Linked DNA regions of Mus musculus: all the other regions are linked to region 2. Evidence: chromatin contacts called from public HiChIP or PLAC-seq data. All regions are on one chromosome and are shown on one strand. The core of a region is the stretch at or near the end of the contact, and the rest is flanking DNA. Distances in the headings are between cores, read along the strand shown. Region 1 overlaps Ttc27 (tetratricopeptide repeat domain 27). Region 2 overlaps Ltbp1 (latent transforming growth factor beta binding protein 1). Region 3 overlaps Rasgrp3 (RAS, guanyl releasing protein 3).

Evidence for each region. HiChIP or PLAC-seq counts read pairs in DNA pulled down with a chosen protein or histone mark.
Region 1: a FOXA1 HiChIP or PLAC-seq map of pancreatic cancer cells shows a contact between it and region 2. The contact joins two enhancer-like sites. A contact is called at or near these places in 1 of 15 datasets of contacts at CTCF or cohesin (the NIH/3T3 cell line) and 3 of 115 datasets of contacts at active chromatin or transcription factors (bone marrow-derived macrophages and pancreatic cancer cells).
Region 3: a contact with region 2 is called in a FOXA1 HiChIP or PLAC-seq map of pancreatic cancer cells, with 4 times the contacts expected there. The contact joins two enhancer-like sites. A contact is called at or near these places in 1 of 15 datasets of contacts at CTCF or cohesin (the NIH/3T3 cell line) and 2 of 115 datasets of contacts at active chromatin or transcription factors (bone marrow-derived dendritic cells and pancreatic cancer cells).

The regions. Positions count from the first base shown.
Region 1 is chr17:74,817,799-74,821,730 of GRCm38.p6, reverse strand. All of the region lies in intron 13 of Ttc27 (tetratricopeptide repeat domain 27), which reads right to left. Among named protein-coding and RNA genes, the nearest start is that of Ttc27, 100 kb to the right of the region's middle. Within about 2 kb of position 2,285, at least 48 of the 459 cell types and tissues checked have an H3K27ac peak or open chromatin away from gene starts, as enhancers often do. A contact at or near this core is called in pancreatic cancer cells, where this site is marked.
Region 2 is chr17:75,141,746-75,146,044 of GRCm38.p6, reverse strand. The region is part of intron 3 of Ltbp1 (latent transforming growth factor beta binding protein 1); the gene reads right to left. Among named protein-coding and RNA genes, the nearest start is that of Ltbp1, 140 kb to the right of the region's middle. Within about 2 kb of position 1,669, at least 15 of the 459 cell types and tissues checked have an H3K27ac peak or open chromatin away from gene starts, as enhancers often do. A contact at or near this core is called in pancreatic cancer cells, where this site is marked.
Region 3 is chr17:75,468,127-75,472,155 of GRCm38.p6, reverse strand. The region is part of intron 1 of Rasgrp3 (RAS, guanyl releasing protein 3); the gene reads right to left. Among named protein-coding and RNA genes, the nearest start is that of Rasgrp3, 34 kb to the right of the region's middle. Within about 2 kb of position 1,430, at least 13 of the 459 cell types and tissues checked have an H3K27ac peak or open chromatin away from gene starts, as enhancers often do. A contact at or near this core is called in pancreatic cancer cells, where this site is marked.

The DNA.
Region 1 (3,932 bases), core at 1,036-3,535, 320 kb after region 2:
TACTTGTTTTCTTGGCTTTGGTTATGATTTATTACAAAGGTTCCATTCTGAAGCCCAAACTGGTATCAAACTCAAACAGCCTCTCAAGTGCCAGGATTGCAGCCTTGTATTAACATAACCAGCAGCAGTGCATTCTATACAAAGTGGGACTTATAATGTAGGAGTCTCTTCCAAGATGGCAGGTAGAAGCAATGAATTTTTACTCATTGGAATGAAGGCTACCTCACTGAATTGCAGGACTAAATTAGGAATACTGCAGATTCCTATATAGGCCTCAGCAGAAAAAAAAAAAAAAACACACACACACACACAAATTAATAAATAAACAAAAAGCAAATATCTTCCCCACAGGTTGATATTAAAAAAAAAAACATATGAAATCAAGATACAAATGGGAAACTTTACTTTTTAATCCACGAGAAAAGATTAGCAAATAATGCAAATAACAGTACCCAAGATATAGCTCGAGGCCACTCTGGTCACATGAAGTGTCTTATTTACTTTTAAGTTTAAAAAATATCCAAGTTTTATATTCAGTATATTAAATTTTTAATAAACATTTAGATATATGAAGTATTAATATGGCTCCTGTATCATTTACCTTTGGTTATTTTTTGCAGTTGTTTTAATAATTTGCATGCAATGAAAATCTCCAGATCAGTTAACTGTTGGCTTGCCTCTCTCAGTACAGGTAACCATCTTGGCCCTGGACTCATACAAAGCTCTCAGCTTTAAACTTCAGGGTCTCCCAGTTGCTATCAGCTGACTCACTACAATGTCTTTATTTTTTCTTTCTCAATGGAGGTCTTTAGAATCTGAAGAACTGTGGACAATGCTTAGCATGTCTTTTACTTTGTTTTTAAATTATTACTTAAATGCCCATTATCAATGATGACTGATGGGGCCAGTGAGATGGCTCAGCAAGTAATAGCATTTATCCCACAAACCAGACAACCTAACCTGAGTTTGATGGCCAGAACCCATGTCAAAAAAAAAAAAAAAAATCCAGCTGTGGGGAAACACATCTAAGGTCTACAAGCCTATTAGACGCACAGCCCGCATAGCCGGGCAGCTTTGTAAGCTAGCCATCTTGATACTCATGACAAGGGATGTACCTAAAGATGAAAGAAAAAACCAATTTCTGCAAGTTGTCTGCTGATCTCCACATGCATGCTAAGTCAGTCACACATGCATGTGTGCTCGAGTACAGGTGTACACGTACACACACACACACTGCGCGAGCACACACGCGGCACACACGCACCAATACAATATATATTAAATAAATGAGTCAAGATGCCTCAAAACTTTCACACAAGTCCTCAAAATACAGCTGAATTCTTTAAGCTCCAAAATTACTACGACTTAGCCCAGAGCTGTCAGGTGGGTAAGAAAGAGCTTAGCTTCATTACCTGCTCTGGTGGCTACACTTTTTATAAGTTTAATAATATTTATTTCTAGATATCCAAAATGAGACTGCTTCAACATGTTAATATATGAACCACTTGAGAAGTTTTATATCCGCCTTCTCCCTGCCAAGTCTTTTAAGTCTGATGTGTAACCAGGACTTGCAGCATTGCCTCTAGGAGACACAGCACTGTCTCCTCCCTTTAAAGTGAATCCACAGCCCTGGCTAAGGGACTACTGAAGTAGAAATTTCTGGTTTCTTTAACAACTCAGTCATGTCACGTGACTTTTTTGGGAAGCTATCTTGTGATATTTTACTGAAAACAAACACTTGAGAGAGCACGTGATGCCTAGAAAGAATATAAATAGAATCCCACAGACAGTGAGAGAGATATGCTCTTGCATTGTTATTTGTGTGACACTTCACTTCTTCACTGGTCTTCTTTAGACTTTGCTTTGTAGAGAGAAATGCATCAAAGAACCTCTTGTGGTATTCTGGCTGATTCTGGCCACTTCTACTGACTCATCCTGATTCAGCTAAGCCTTGCTGTTTATGTTGGACTGAGTCACCACTACTGATTTGTGTTTGGTGTTTGCTACTGAACTGGACTGCTGGTATCCTGACAACAAAGAGTGGAACTGCCTCAATGAACTACTAAACAGGTCTATAATTCTCTTTTGCTATTTTAACCTTCTTTTTTATCCCCTACCTCTGATCAGTGGGCTAGAAGGGAGGTTGAAATATTTAAGAACCCCAACTAAAGTAGGTTTTGAAAAATCTAAGAATACAGGTGGCACTCAACATGGCCTAGGCATAATGGGTAACTCTGCTACTTCTTGTATAGAGGAATAGGCAAGTTTTGATGGCTTAGCAATGTTGTGTAAGGAGGATGGCAAAATAAGAGAAACTGCCACTGGGTTGTTTCCTGCCTTGCTCCTGGAGGGGGTTCTCTGGTTTTGGTTCATAGGTTTCATGCATACCATTTTGAAAAAGATTATGGGGAAAGCTGAAAACTCAGAAGGCTCAGTCAATTCTCTTGGGTTAGAAAGGATTGCACGGTTGGCTATGCACTTAGAGTGTGTGGACAGAGGCTGAAGTGCTTGGAAAGCAAAAAGAGCCAGTGAGAGGAGAACAACACCACTGTTCGGCTTGGTGTCTGAGACAGAAATTTACCACACGATGAGAGAGGGAAGCAAACTAGGCTAGAAGACAACCTTGCCCTGCCCATGCACTTTGACTTATAGGTGCCCAGAGCACCTCCATGAGACAAGGGTTGAGGAAGAGCAAGAGGCACTACAGGGACAGGTTAGTATCCAGACAAGTGCACTGCCAGAGCATGTGCTTGGGGCTGCACAGGTACTTTCAGCTTTCCCAGGCTTTGTACAAATCTGATCTGATGATGTCATAATTGACGATGTTGTGTTGCTGCGTTAAGAGCTTGGGATGTGACTGAGCAGCCAGGGGGACAATCCATCTCATTCACTAAGGTAATACATGGCCCTGGGGAAGCCTTTATTGACTTCTTACAGATCAGGTTCAGCTATAAACAGACCAAATCAGACCCTGAAACCAGAGAGTACATTGACAGAGATCTTGGCATTTGAAAATGCAAATATTAAATGTAAGAGGTCAGTCAGTCCATTGAAAGCACAAGGAGCACCAATACACAAATGGATAAGAGAGACAATTGGTGCTGGCCTTCAGGAGCACCATGCCAATGTTATAGGAACCAAAATGCCCAGTGCTTTGTAATGAATTTGGTCATTTCAAGAAACTGTAAAAATAAAAGATTCAGGTCTCAAAATAGCAAGTGCATTAAGTCTGGAGAATATGGCATTCATAGACAAGAATAAGGAGGTTCTGGCTGCTATGAAACACAAAAGCTTCCAGGGTATTGTAGCCACTGTAGAAAGGGCAAACACTGGTCTAAAGATTGTAGGTCCAAGATATTCATAAGACATAACCTTACAGTTGGGAAACGAACCGAGCGGGCTTTCAGTTTGAGACCCTGGAGCAAACAATAAGAGCCATCTTCCTTTGGTCAGCCAGGAAATACCAAGTGGACAAGAAGATCAAAACTAAGTATTTCTGATCTTATAGATGCAGCTCAGGATCTTGCCAAAGATACATCTCTTACACTACCCCCCAAATTTCAATATTACAGGCTAACCACTGGTGTTTATGATCCTTTACTTTCAGGGATAGTAGGAATCTTGGGAAATTTTATTGTGCACCCAGGTATTATAAGTGGGAATAGCAAGAAAGATAAACAAATTATGATATATATGAAAAAGGAGGTACAAATTAATGCAAGGGATAAAACTGCTCAGCTGTTACTGTTTCCCTACATAAAGGGCAAGGCTACTCCAGTAGAAAGAACAGGGGCTTTTGGAAGTACTGGAAAATGTGTGTTCTGGCAAATAGTGGTTAATGATCAGAGATTCAAATTAATGGTACAAATGAATGGTGCAAATGAATGGTACAAATGAATGGTGTTGAAATACAGGTGGATACATGAGCTAAC
Region 2 (4,299 bases), core at 420-2,919:
CTACATAGCTCTGATGTCCTGGAACTCACTCTGTAGACCAGGCTGGCCTGCAACTCACAGAGATCCATCTGTTTCTGTCTCCCAAGTGCTGCGATTGATAGCATAGTGCACCAGGTTACATAGAATCAACGCCCTTTCTTAATGTCATGTCAGTAGAAAGTTTTCGCAGCTTATTTTGTAGACACAATTTTTTTCACAATTAAGATTTGTCTTCTTCTTCTTCTTCTTCTTCTTCTTCTTCTTCTTCTTCTTCTTCTTCTTCTTCTTCTTCTTCCTCTCTCTCTCTCTCTCTCTCTCTCTATTGAAAATTTATTCTTGTGCAATACGTTTTTGACCACATTCTTTTCTTTCCCAGATCCTCCCTACCTCCTTACCTACCCAATGTCATCTTCATTCTCTCTCTCAGAAAAAATCAAAAGTCAAAATCAGAACTAAAACAAAGAGACAAAGAAAAAAGTGTCCAAGACAAAACAAAACAGTACAGAAAAAGACAAACATGGGGTCTGCTTTGTGTTGTCCAGCTACTACTGGGTAGAGAATCTTTCTCGGACATGTGGTTGACATATTCAGTGACACTCCATTGGAGAAACCGGATTTTTCCCTTACCCACTGGCATCAGCTGCAATGAGCTTCTTAGTTAGGGGTGGGACTTAGTGTCAACTTCCCCCTTCAGTGCTGGGATCTCCTCTGACCTGTACCCCAACAGCACAGACGTTGACTGTGATAGCACATACCTATCTAGTCCCACAGGTGGGAGATCAAAAGGTACAAGTTCCGGGACATCCTCTGCTATATGAGTTCAAGGCCAACCTTGGCTATGTGAGACCCATTCACAGTTTTGAGGAGGGTGAATCACACTTGGTTGGCAGCCTAACTTCTCTGCTTTCTGGCATACAGTTAAGGATGGCATAAATCTTCATGTCCTCTGAAAGAGTACAAGACTCGTATTTAAGAAAACAGCTCCTCCCACAGAGTCCGTGATCTATCTAGTTTCAGGTTCTTCCACCCCACACACACTCCTACTGGATTTACAAGTATGTTCAAAATCACTCGGCTTCTGCATTGCTGGGATTCAAACCCAAAGCTTCATGTGTGGTATTCAAGCACTCTACCAACTGAGCCACATCTCCATTCTCTTAGTTTTGTAGTGAACTTGAGAATCATTGTATATGGAACTCAGAATAAACCAAGACTCATTTAAATGATGATGATGAAGATAGATAGGTAGATAGATGATAGATAGATAGATAGATAGATAGATAGATAGATAGATAGATAGATAGATAGATAGGCAGATGGGTGGACAGGTAGATAGGCAGATAGATAGGACATAAAGAGAAGAGATAGAGGATCAGAAGAGATTAAAAACCACACAGTATATAGGTCTAGAAATATTGAGCAGGAAAGGGTTTCAAAAAGGAAGGGAGAGAAGATTATTTACAAATTGCTGCAAAGAAGCAAGATACACAGAATTAGCAAAGGCCATCGGGTTTGGTAGCAGGTCACTGGCCACACAGACAGTATGGCAGCAGTACCAGAAGGGGGTCGGAGGAATGGAGGGAATGCCAGTAGGGAAGAAAAGGAGCAGAAAGGAGAAGGAGACAGTGGGGCGGGGGATAGCCGGCTGCTCAGAGATCTGCATCTATGGAAACCTCTGTGTCTTCGTAAACACGGGGCAAACAATTGCACAGAACTGCTCTCTTCTGAAGAAAGGATTAGTCACACGCTGTTTACACTGCTGCCTTCCTAGTGGCAAGTTTTGGTGCAGGGATTAACTAAACTTTTCCGTATTTCTAACTAAAGCCATTATTTGACCTGTGAGCGGGTGGGAGGATCTGGCAAAAGATGCAGCACTTTCCACTTCAGACAAGGAGTCTGGGCCTCACACAGGGGAACCCCCAGCCAGCCATAAAATGTTTCCCACAAAAGGTCCGTCTGATACTATCTGACCCTTTCACCTATGGAGAGCATCCTGGAGTCTGTAAGCAGTGGGAGAAAAAGCAGATGAGGGATAAATGATGGAGAGCAAAGGCTCAAGAAGTCAGCTCAGGTCCCTCAGGCCGGCGTCTGACTACAGAATCCAAGCCATCATGGGGACCCTGCTGCCTTCAGTTTCCAGCAAGTGTGGGTGATTGCTACTCCAGAAGAGAAGACACTAGAACAAAGAGAAGATGTCAACAGTGGCTTAAGGGATGAGCTTCTCCAGGGAGTACTCACAGGGTTGTCAGGGGCAATGGAAACCATTGAGGGGATACCACCTGACGGCGACCCATTCATACAAAATCACCAATTGAACCCAAATAAGTAAGAAGCCAGAGGCTATTACTGAAGAGACTAATAGATAGCATGAAACATACTGATGGTACCAAAACACACCAGAATTGAAGTATTCCAGAAAAATAAAACATAAAAAACACCGTGAAGGTAACATAAACCAAAGAATCAGAGAAAGCAGGAGGTTGTGGTGATGGTGGTGGTGGTGGTGGTGGTGGTGGCGGCAGCTGTGTTTTGCTATGGAGAACACACTATAGGAGGTAGGTAGGTACAGGTGAAATGGTTCCATGAATAAAGGTACTTGCCACCAGACTTGACTACCTGAGTTAAAGACCCCAGGACCCACATGAGAAAAGGAATGAACCAACTCTGACAAGATGTCCTCTGACCTCCGCACACACTCTGTGGCACATGCAAACACACACACACACACACACATTCATAATACACGAATATGTAATTTTTTGAAAGATTCCAGGGAGTACAGCCCCTTCTTTGGAAGCTAAACCAGCAACAGCTTTTGTACAGAGCAGGTAGCAGCACTTCCCTTTCTCTACATGCTTGAAAAACACAAAAGTCCTGAACAATTCAGTGTAAAGTCAGAGGCTACCTGCAAAAGAGCCACCAAAACACTGGGACAAACAGAGTGGCCAGGAAAGGGTGTGACAGGTCATCAGAACTTGTGAGGAGCCGCCCTTGCAATCGCCATTACAAGATGGCACTGATATCCCGTGTTCTAACTAGTAAACAAGTAGTCTGCGCATGATGCTGGGGTATTTTTTCATGCCTTGTGCCCTGCCTGTCCCGTGGCAGTCATCTGGGCTGATAGTGAGCAGCTAATCAGGAGCTGACACTTCTCCAACCGCTCTTTGTGGGTTATAAAAGGACTGAGTTTCCTGTATTCGAGGTCTTCCTGATAAGTAAGCAATAAAGCTTTGCCGTAGAAGGATCTGGTTGTCCGAGTGTGTTTTGCTGGCGAAACATTACAAGGACAAGAAGAACTGAAAGAGCTAGAGCATTCACACTCATAGCAGAAGAATTGATTTCAGAGCTGACACTCTTACCAAAGACCAAGTAGGCTTGACCCATCAGGGAAAGGGTTAACTCATCAAGACAACATAGCAACCCTGCCTGTTGGGCTCTGAATGGCAGGACATCAAAATGCAAGTCAGAAAACCCATTTTTTAAAAAATGCCTTGGTCAAAGAAAAACAGTCTAAAAGTTGCAGGTTTTAGACACACGTTTACAGAGCACATAGGAAATGCAGACGGATAAGCCTCCAGCTGCAGCAACAACCAGCTCTAGCAGGCCAACATTTATGCAACTCTATATGCACTTAGAGCAGAATCAGAATATGCAGCATATTGACCAATACAGACCATATTCTAAGACATATCTTGAGTTTTGATAAATTTTTAAAAGATTCGAGTCTTACAAAACGTCTTGTTCTAGCCATAATGGAATTAAGTCAGAAATGGATAGCAAAAAGCCCTGTGAAAGACCCAAATCATTGGAGACTGAGTATTTATACAGTATAGTACAACTGTGTTGGACAGTTTTATGTTACCTTGACACACATCTGAGAGGAGAGAACTTCAATTTAAAAAAAAATGCCTTCCTAAGATCTAGCTGTAGCACATTTTCCTAATTAGTGATGGATACAGGAGGACCCAGCCCACTGTGGGTAGTGTCATCCTTGGGGTAGTGGTCCTGGGTTCTATAAGAAGGCAGGCTGAGCAAGCCAGTAAGTAGCACCCATCCATGGCCTCTGCATCAGCTCCTGCCTCCAGGTTCCTGTCTAGCTTGAGTTCCTGTCCAGGCTTCCTTCAACAATGGACTGAAATTTGGAATTGTATGCTACATAAACCCTCTCCTCCTCAATTTGCTTTTGGTCATGGTGTTCTTCACAGCAAAAATAATCCTACCTAAGAAAACAGCCAGTGAACCAGAGGGGGTAAAAGGATCACAATGAGAATTATTCTTAGCCAAGAGGAAATGGAAATACAGCATGCTAAAATCATGAAA
Region 3 (4,029 bases), core at 181-2,680, 330 kb before region 2:
CCGGTTTGTTAACTTGGAGACTGACTGTGCCTTAGATTGATGGCTGTGTCTAACTCCATTCCTAGCTCATCAATTTCCCTTTGGGCCAATTGCATTGGTCTCTCTGCCACATTACAAATGCTCCAGACAGGGGAAAATGCAATTAAAATCACTTACACATTCTCTAATGCAGTTGCTTGTCTGTGGGGTTGAAAAAAATTAAGCGGCGAGAAAGTAATAACTAAAAGGAAGCTCTGGGAATAGATATAAATTTCCCATGTTATTTTCCTCCCGTGGGTAGTTCTCTGCCAGTTGTACCAGGAACACATCCTTAATTAAAACTCTGACTGTATTTATAGTCTTAAAGCAAATCAATGTCATAATAATATGGCACCTTATGGGGTAGTTATGGGCCAGCTGATTAAGGGAAAAGACGGGACAACATTTGGGAAATAAAGAAGCCTTCAGAAAATAAAAGTACCAATCCTATTAAACAGAAGCTTAAAAGATATTAGTGTAGCTGCAGCAACCTGAATCCTGTCACAAACTAGACATGAATAAGATCCTTCTATTACAGTAGGGGCATCAAGATTTACACTGCTTTGAACTCCGCTGACCGAAATGAAATCCATAATGGTAAAACCATCACCAACCATCTCACTGTCTTTCCTTCTTTTATAAATGTTCTCTTGTATGCTCTTGGAAGGTGCCGAAAATTCTGTTTATTACAATAACCAGTAAAAAGGGGGAAATACCTTTTGGATCAGTTTATGAGTCAGTTCAAGACTTTTTTTTTTTTAATTCAAAGAAAGTAGCCCTAAACAGTCATACTACAAAGGTTATTATAATGTTTTATTTATTATAAAACAGCATACATTTATATTTTCCCTGGCTATTACTATGTATAGCTGCACTCACAACTACTAGAAGCCACATACAGCTGTTTTTATGATCTTACCAACATACTGATAATGGTGCTAGTCAATAAACAATGAACTTGTTGGAGAACTGACCAACAGTAAAGAGTCTCAATTAGTCTAGTGAGCTAAGACTCCTCACACTGAGCAAGTGACCACAAGGAGGAAAGGAATAAGCACGTCGGAATGCACACTTGCCCCCTGGATGTGCGGGTGTTGTAGCCAGCAGAACTCCCAGGAATTGCTTTTCTTAGGCAAGGAGAATATATGCAAGAGAGCAGGCTGGACTATTTTAAATGTAATCAATTAATTATATTAATAACTTTTATATCTAAAAAATGGGCCCTCTCAAAGCTGATGTTACATCATGCCGTCATTGCTGAGACTTCAACCAACCCACACCAGTGACGAAAATGATGACTAAATTCCACTACAAATGTTATCTGAAGCCAATATCTTTGTGTCTGTGACTAAGATGGACTTATTCTTCAAGTCAACTGCCCATAAAACTTACTTAATACCACCAACAATACCCATCAGCCAGCACACCACAAACTAGTCATAAACCAATGCCTAACAGAAGATCATGACAAGGTACAGCCTTTTTCACTACAAAAGACAATTCAAAATGTGCACTTGAATGATGTAATTGAACCCCGTCTTCGCCTGGATGACAGCATAAACAGAGAAATTCCTGGGATTCGGGGCTAATAGATTGTTTACACTGTGTAGAATTCTGCCTGCACGTACTTCCTCCATGACTGTGGACAAGTTACGTACATTTTCTTATTCTCAGTCTCCTCTCTGTAAACAATGGGAATGATGCCCACACCCCTACTTGAAATTGTGGCAGTGAGAGAGAGTGCCTAGTGCCAGTGAATTCCCATGTAAACGGGCATTCTCTTTTTTCAATCCCAGAGATGAATTCAAAGACCAAAGCACAGTGACTTTACATACCACAGACTCTGAAGGGACAAAGACCACATGAAAGAATAGAACACCCAAGATTTTAGGTCTCATAAAGTAATGAGAACATGACAGCATGATGGCTGACTCCTATAATAAATGAGCAACTGATATAAAGGGGAAATAAGGGACCATGGGGCTAGCTTTTGGAGAACAGGTGTCTGTAAAGCATGCAATCTTCCAAGACAGACAAAACATGCTCTGTGTCCTAGGATTCCATTCCCTATTGCAAAACATCAAAGAAATCAAGCAAGCATTTGATGTCAAAATTCTGAGTCCATTCTTTATGTCTCTGCTAGCGTTCACTAAATTATGCCATTTCCTTGGGGAAAAAAAAGCATTTTCCATCAAAGATCAGAGCCTTCATATCCTCAAGGTTTTATGTCTATGAAATGCAACCAACCATGAATGTACAGTATGTTTCTCAAAGTAGTGATATCTGTACTGAACACCTTTTGTTCTTTTCATTATTCCTTAAAGAATATAGGATAACAATATTAGGTCACATCTCCAAGTGAGACACAGATGATTGAAGTCACACAGGAAGATCAGCATAGGTTATATAAAAAACACTGTGCCCAAGCCGGGCGTGGTGGCGCACGCCTTTAATCCCAGCACTCAGGAGGCAGAGGCAGGCAGATTTCTGAGTTAGAGGCCAGCCTGGTCTACAAAGTGAGTTCCAGAACAGCCAGGGCTATGCAGAGAAACCCTGTCTTGAAAAAAACAAACAAAAAAAAAAACCACCCAAGCAAACAGACAAACAAACAAACAAACAAAAACACTGTGCCCCTGAACAGGAAGGATCTGGGCATCATGATCATGCATGGTGTTCATGGAGTCCTGGAATCTATCACATAAGGACACTAAGGGACAAGTCTCATCCCCAGTGTTCTAGTTTAGAAGACTACAGTGAGAACTACTACTGATTTGGGTTTACTTTTGAGGGGATTGGGTGAGTAAAATTAAATTTTGCTTTTTCTTTCTATAAGTAGGTTAATCTCTAAAATATGTAATCTGGGCATGATGACTTTGCAAAAAACATTTATACTTTCTCAAGGCATCCATGTAACACTGATCTCCTCAGTGTTCTTCCTGTCAGCCTGAAAGATTTCCCCATTCCCCAGATCCTTATATATTATACACAGCCTTTTGCTCACTACCATTTTGATGTCTAGCCAAGTGAAGGGATGTAGAGAGGCAGATGAAATGTATAAAAATGTTCAAGCAGTAGTTTTCTGTGAAGGCTCTCCCTGACTGATGACCCAGAGAAACCACAGGTTCACAACTGGCAAGTGAGACAACCACTCAGTCTCTAGGTGCGCAGCAAATCATAAGATGGCAAGACTCATGGCAAAAGAGCATGCGCAGCAGCCATCAGATCTCCTCCTACGCCACTCCCAGTCAGTCCCCTGCCATGGAACCCTTTCCATGCTGAACTACACTGACCTAAGTGTGATCACGCAAGCGCAGGTGTGATGATTATTGCATATTTATCACAATAAATGGTGGGCAGAGGTGTATGTATTTACATAGAGTATGCATGGAAAAGCTGCTTGCTGTTGAGTCGGTCCTTGGCTCACGGGACTTAACAATTTTTTTCAACTGGATGACGGTGTGGTATCTGTATTAGTGGTATCTATATTGGACAACTTAATGGGTGATACTTTGGGAGGATCAGAGTGAAGGATTGTGCTGTTTCTATGGATAAGCAAATAACCTACTCGAACAACAGGTCTTCTAAGTTGAATCATATAAACAGGTCTGAAAATAGTTTCTCCAGTATGAAAACAGCTATTCCGTGTTGAGCATGGCTAAAGTAGCTATCCTTTAAATAAATAAATAAATAAGTAAATAAATAAGTAAGTAAATAAATAAATAAATAAATAAATAAACAAATGAGTTACAGGAGGAAAAAAATGATGAAAAAGCTACAAAGGGCATCAGTGCTGTGCATTCCAGATAAATTTACAAGTGCTTAGTGCTGGATTTACCAACACAAAAGTCTTCATTGTGAACTGTTCCTCAAAGAGGAAAAAGTAGACCATCAGTCAGTGCTCGTGTGGAGTCTGGATGGGACTGTCACAGAGGAAAAGAGCCCTTCCTTCTGTTGAGAGTTTAGAAGGCCATGGCACACACACACATTGTGCATCTAATTGTGTTGGTACAG